2 separate regions of the Callithrix jacchus genome follow, and region 2 is linked to region 1. The links are chromatin contacts, called in public Hi-C maps. All regions are on one chromosome and are shown on one strand. Each heading gives the region's core, a stretch centred on a gene start, on an enhancer-like site or on the middle of the called end of the contact. The rest is flanking DNA. Distances are from core to core; before and after follow the strand shown. Region 1 holds the start of ITGA9 (integrin subunit alpha 9). Region 2 overlaps ITGA9 (integrin subunit alpha 9).

Evidence for each region. Hi-C and Micro-C count contacts between places; a contact is called where the count stands out from the background.
Region 2: a contact with region 1 is called in a Hi-C map of induced pluripotent stem cells, with 2.1 times the contacts expected there. The contact joins the enhancer-like site here to the promoter of ITGA9 in region 1. A contact is called at or near these places in 3 of 3 Hi-C or Micro-C datasets (induced pluripotent stem cells and skeletal muscle).

Annotation. Positions count from the first base shown.
Region 1 is chr17:75,303,214-75,306,351 of calJac240_pri, forward strand. ITGA9 (integrin subunit alpha 9) reads left to right here and starts at 1,624. Exons shown (of 28, transcript XM_035278481.3): 1 at 1,624-2,031. The coding sequence starts at 1,847.
Region 2 is chr17:75,624,533-75,627,670 of calJac240_pri, forward strand. All of the region lies in intron 23 of ITGA9 (integrin subunit alpha 9), which reads left to right. Among named protein-coding and RNA genes, the nearest start is that of CTDSPL, 87 kb to the right of the region's middle. Within about 2 kb of position 1,574, at least 2 of the 16 cell types and tissues checked have an H3K27ac peak or open chromatin away from gene starts, as enhancers often do.

The DNA.
Region 1 (3,138 bases), core at 374-2,873:
CCTGGACTCAAGTGATCTGCCTGCCTCGGCCTCCCAAAGTGCTGGGATTACAGGCATGAGCCCAGTTCATTCTTTCAACAATGTTTAAGCATCTTCCTATGCCTGGCACTGAGCTGGGCCTTGGGGCTACAAAGATGTCTAAGACTTTTTTCTCCCTGGAGAGCCTTACCATCTCTGGAGAGGGACAGAGAGCCCCTGAAATGATTACCATGTTCTAAGTGTTGAGACAGAGGCATGTTAATACCCTTTGGCAGCCCAGAAGAGAAAAGGGCAGAGGAAATGGGACAGAAAGGGTGAGGGGAGGACTGGCCTGGACGTCTAGAATGGATAGGATTTTTGTTTCCAGTTTAAGAGGGGTAGGCAATTTTAGGAAGAAAGAACAGCGTTGGAGAAGGAACAGATGTGTGTGAAAACCCCTGCTGGACAGGCTCAGAGGACAGCTCGAAATTGTGTGTGGATATACTGTAGGGTTTGTGGGAAGTGGAGTGGGAAAGGGGCTTAAAATGGGGCTGGAAAAGGAGATGGAACCTCCATGTGAAGGTATGCTGAGGAGGTGTGGCTCCATCTTGAGGCAGGAGAAGAGGGTGGGGGCGGGGGGCAACAGGAAGCTTTTAAACAATACCCAAACTCTGGTGTAGAAGTAAAAAGTGGAAAGAAGAGAACACAGGCAGGGAAACCACAATAGTGTGGTCAGACTGGAAGGATCGCAGTCAGTTCAGTAGGAAGCTTGAGTTTGAGTAGCCAAGTTCACAGACGGGAGGTAGAAAGGTAGCTGCCAGAGGCTCTGGATGGGGGTAAGGGTAGGGGAAAGAGGAGTTATTGTTTAGGGTGTAAAGTTTGTTTTCAAAGATGAAGAGTTCTGGAGACGGAGGGCGGTGATGGCTGCATAACATGCATATACTTAATACCCCAAACTGTACAGTTAAAAATGGTGAAGATGGTAAACTTTCTATTACGCATGTTTACAGTGACAGCGTTGAGTGCACGCAGACCCTGCTGGACTCCAGCCACAGAGCCCCTATTCAGCAGGGCTGAGTGGGGCCTGAGGATCTGCATTCTGCCAAGTTCCCAGATGATGTTGATGCTGCTGGTCCGGAGACTGCACTTCGGGAATCACTGGTGTAGGAGAGCGAGTGACTAGAACACTGAGGGGCGCTCTGCTCGCTTCCACGTGGCTGCTATTGTGATTAACGACAGCCGGCGTTCACTGAGCGCCGCTCCTGCAGCTGATCCCACAACTGGGTGAAGGAGCGGCGGGCGCGCAGGGCCAGACTCTGGAGTCTAAACTCGCTCCTCACTCAGGTTGTTCTGGACCTTGCTGGTTGTGACTGGGAGGGAAAGAGAGACCTAAGCAGGGAGACAGGCCCTCAGGGCCGGCCGAACCCATAGTGGCGGAGGGGCGCAGCCTCGCCTCCGGGAACCCGAGCGCCCGGGGCGCAGCGGGGAGGGGGCAGCTCCGGGCGTCCTGCGGGTCGCGGGACCGACTCCTGCCCGGGAAGTGCTCGGGGCCCGCGGCCCGCAGGGGGCGCTGCCGCGCCGTCCAGCCTCCGCCGCCCGGGCCGCCCTCCCAGCGGGCGCGCCCCTCCGCAGTCCAGCGCCGCCCGGCCCGGGACCCGCTCGCTCAGACTTCTCCGGCCGACAGAGGACGCCGACCGCTCGGGGCCGCCCCTGTGCTCGCCTGCGCGCCCGCTCAGCCAGCCGTCCGCGCCCCGGCGCCCGCATCCCGCCTGCGTTCGGGCGCAGAGCTCCCGCCCCGGGGACGCTTCCCGGCCGTCGGCGGACCCCGCGGCCCGCGCGCTCTGCGCCCCGCTCGCCCAGCAGAGGGGAGGGCGGCAGCCGGCTGGGGATGGGCGGCCCGGCTGTGCCCAGGGGCGCCAGGGGGCTCCGTGCACTGCTGCTGGCGCTGGTGGTCGCGGGAGTTCCCGCGGGCGCCTACAACCTCGACCCACAGCGCCCCGTGCGCTTCCAGGGCCCCGCCAACTCGTTCTTCGGCTACGCGGTGCTGGAGCATTTCCACGACAACACGCGCTGGTGAGTGTCCGCCCGCTCCGCGACCCCGGCCCGGCGGCCACCGCCCCGGCCCCCGGGCCCGCCGCCGACTTTCCGGCCTCTTCCCCGCCGCCGTCCCGAGGGGGCGATTTAAATGTCTCCGCTGCGCGCGGCTCGGCCCCCGGGGGACGGCGGGAGAAGGGAGGACACCGTCCGGGGGCCGCGGAGGTCGCGGTCGGCGCCTGGAGGCGGGCGGGGCTGTCGCGCGCCTCCCCCGGGTCCCAGCCCCGAGCATGCGGGGAGCGCCGCTAGAGTTGCCTCTTGGACCGCCCAGCTAGACTCGGCTTCGCTCTCCGGATCGCGGAGTAACTTGGCTCCTCTGCCTCCGAGCGGCCGCGTGGGCCCGGCGAGCCTCCCGAACCTCGCCGGGCCTGGGGGAATCAGGGCACTGCAGCTGCACCCCTCCCCGGTTTTGGGGAACCTCTGAGGAAGGAGCGTAGCCTCTCCAGCGCCGCTGCGCGGGGTGGTGCTCCCCAGGGGCAGGGCGTCTGGGATCCCTCGGGCGCGCTGGAGCCCAGAGGCCCCCCTACCCCGACCCCTACAAGACCCTTGATGGAAGTGGGGTGGAGAAGCTCCTGGATATAGGGAAGAGGAGGGTAAGAGAGCACTTCCGAGTGACAGAGGTGGGGCGGGTAGGTGTTTCTTGGGGCAGCCTGAGTCTCTTCTCATATGGACCAATTCCACCTGGAGACTTTGACCAGAAGCCTTGAGAGAGAGATGTGTTTCTGTAGAGGCCAAGGGATTCAGTTGTCCTCTGAGCCCGGAGCGGTGGGCCTGAAGAAGGTGGCGGCTCTGGCTCCATTAAGCATCATCAGCTGAGTGGTACAGAGCTTGTGACCAACTCGAGTGGAGAAGCACGAAGAGGAGGTTGGTGCCCTCCTTGGCCACTTCCCCTGGCCCACAGGGATTAAATAGCCACACAGTGGTCACTTCTCGATAGGAGAGAGGGGCTGCGGGAAGTTCTCCGTTCAAGGTCATCCGTCAATGGGGACCCAGGTGACAGCCAGGCCGGGGTTGACTTTATTGTGTAGTCACCAGCCTGAGCGTCCTTAGGGGTGGCAGACAGGGAGGTCGAGGTCACTGATGCCG
Region 2 (3,138 bases), core at 324-2,823, 320 kb after region 1:
TGTGCTTGGAGCATGACACTTAGGAAAAAGGTCAGAGGACTTTTCTGCCTCTTCAGTGTTTGGACCCAGGCCCAGGGACTGTGTTCCGCTGCTCTGTTCTGGGGCCCTGTGGGAGGGAACCTGTGTCCTCTCTCTTGCTCTAGGTCGACAGACAGCTTGTAGAGGTGCCTGACTGAGCTCCGTCTCCTGAGCCTACAACATGGAAATGCCCTGTTTCCTCCCAGCCCTTTATCAGACCACCTCAGCCTGCAGAATAAAAGCTCTAGGCTTCCCTTCTCCGTCTGGGATCAGATGAAGCTAAGGGTCTGCTCTCTTTCTCAGTGTCTCACCTATGGAATCAGCCCCAACCCACACTTCCAACCCAGTACTTCATGAAGCAACATCTTGCCAGATCCCCTAAAGTGAACAGGGGACACTTCCTCTTCTCACAGGCCTGGCACCGTGGTGACTTCTGACCATGATGGCTCCCTTGATCGAGCCTGACCCAGACTCTGCCACCAGGTGATATTCACTCCACAGCCAGGGCGCCTGACAGTTTCCCCAGTCACCACCGTCTCATGGCTTCAGTTTATACAGTGTCCTCTTCGGGGTCAGGGGGAGGACAGATGCCAATAGAAAACCCTCAGTACCTGCCTTAGTAGAATGCAGCCATGTCACTGGGTCCAGCATTCTCCTGTCCTTGTTTGGGTGCCTGGTGAAGTCCTTTTGTTCAAATTCTGATAGCCAGGGACCTCTGCCAGCTCCCAGAGGCCCTGGGAGATAAGCAGCCATGTCATGAGAAGAATTTGGACTCTGATAGCCTGGGGAATAAATGAGGAGTGAGTGGGCAGAGAAGAGCAAGGGGGTGATGGCCACAGAGTCCTTGGCTAGCCAAAGAAGTGACATTGTTGGTCATTGGCCGGGGGTGCTTGGGTGGTCTGCAACACATGAAAAAAGCACCACATTCCCTGGACTCTGAGCAAAGAGGGAGGTTAAAACCGAGTTGTGGGGGATGGATAGTAATTGCTCATCTGTGTGATAAGATAAGGTAGCCCCCTGCTGTAATGAAAATGCACAGCTAGTTCATGAAGTGAGGAATTAGCAACTGGGGACAACCCGAGTGACTGCCTATAGCAACATTCTCACGTATAGATGAGGAAACCGAGGCCCCGGAGACCTAAACCGACACTGCTGTTAGCCGGCGGTGCTTGGGCTGAAGCCAAGACTATCGAGTAATCATCAAGAGCGCCTGTACCACAGAACTGCTTCACTGGGGCCAGACACGACCTTGGACAAGTTGCTAAACTCGGGGACCTCTGTTTCCTTATCTGTCAGCTGAGGCCACAAGGACTGCGTGATCTCGCAGCTGCCTTCCAGAAACAACATTGCAGAATGCCCCGTTCCCCGTTCCAGCCCAAGTGCCTCTCTTCAGTCTGCAGGCACTTTTATCTCCCATGGTCTAGGCAGGGGGCATTTTTTTTGCCACAGTGGCAGAAATGGCTCATGCTGGAGAATGCTGCGATCTCCAGGCTATTGGTTTCTTCTGACCACAGTAAGAAGAGGAAAGGAAGCTTTCCCTCCACCTCACTCCTGCCCCAGCCTCATCCTCAGCTTCCACCTAAGAGACAGTGCTGGGAACTGGTGACAAGCAGATGTCTGGAGCTGTGTGACGTCTGTCCCAGCCCAGCTCTGTGGCCCTGCTACCTGGGGGACCTCTGGTGGTCATGGGGCCTCCTGTTGCCTCTCAGTTTCTCCATCTGTAAAATGGGGACAGTAGGCCAGGTGCAGTGGTTCACACCTGTAATCCCAACACTTTGGGAGGTTGAGGCAGGTGGATCATTTGAGGTCAGGAGTTCGAGACCAGCCTGAATGAACAATATGGTGAAACCTCATCTCTACTAAAAATAAAAATAAAAAAAAAATAGCCGGGTGTGTTGACATGTGCTTGTAGTCCCAGCGACTTGGGAGGCTGAGACAGGAGAATTACTTGAACCCAGGAGTCAGAGGTTGCAGTGAGCTGAGATCACACCACTACACTACAGCCTGGGCAACAGAGCGAGAATTTGTCTCAAAAAAGGTTGGGGGGCAGACAGTAATAGCACCTGGCTCAGGGGATTGCAGTGAGGACTGAACGTTAATGTGTGGAAGGCACTGAGAGCCTGGCCTGTAGAAAGGGCCACGCGAGTCTTAGGTGCTGTTGCTGTGGCTGTCGCATCGGTACCCATTCAATACTCGTAGAGGAGCCCCCCTTGATGACCGTGGCTAGGTACTGAGTTCCTGAGTGTAGCTGAGGGCTGAGGGCACATCTGCAATAGGATTAGCTGATCTGAATCGGACTCATGCAGCACTAGGCAACCTTCAATCTCCTTTTGAAAGGGGACCACCCCGAACCTTCCAGAAAAACGTTGCTTTTCCCGATTGAAATGATTCCCATGTAACCGCAGTCGGGAGCACAACTGGCCAAGATTTTCATTCACCACAGACTCAGTCCTCATTTCCGTCTTCCAGATCCCACCAGGGCAGATTAGGTGTCACATTGCATCACATCACGCCGTCCCATTACCCTGTTCACAGGCCACCCCAGAAACTCCCCACGGGAGACAGAAGCTAAGTTCTGAACTGTGACTCTGCCTCTTGGGGTTGACACTGAGACTTAGGCTGTTTCTCGCCCGCTTGCCCTGCCTTTCCCAGATTCCTGCCCCTCTCTGCTGGCATCTGGTCTCATGGCCAGATGACAGCGCCAGCTCTTTATACCTGAAACACATCATCAAGGCTAGCTGGGCTGGGGCTCTGCTCCCAAACTTCCTCTCCCTGCCTAGAAACCCGAAGCCCTGATGTGCAGAGCAAGGAGGAACTCTGCTCCCACGCCTGATTTTAATGAGGGACGGATGCATCCTGCAGGGCTCAGAGGTTCTGTTTCTCTAAATCCAGACCAAACGTGTTTGGGTGGCCTGGCCTTATAATCTCAGCAGAAGAATGTGCGTGCCACAGGCTGCAGAAAACAGTTTCCAGCGGTCTGTCAGCAGATGCCCACTCCAGAAGACAGGGGACGTGGAGACCCACATGCTTCTAAGTGAGAAAATGAGTGGGTATTGAGAATCCAACTACACACATTTGGATTCTCAAACGCCTTGTAAACGTAAATGTTTTCCATCCACA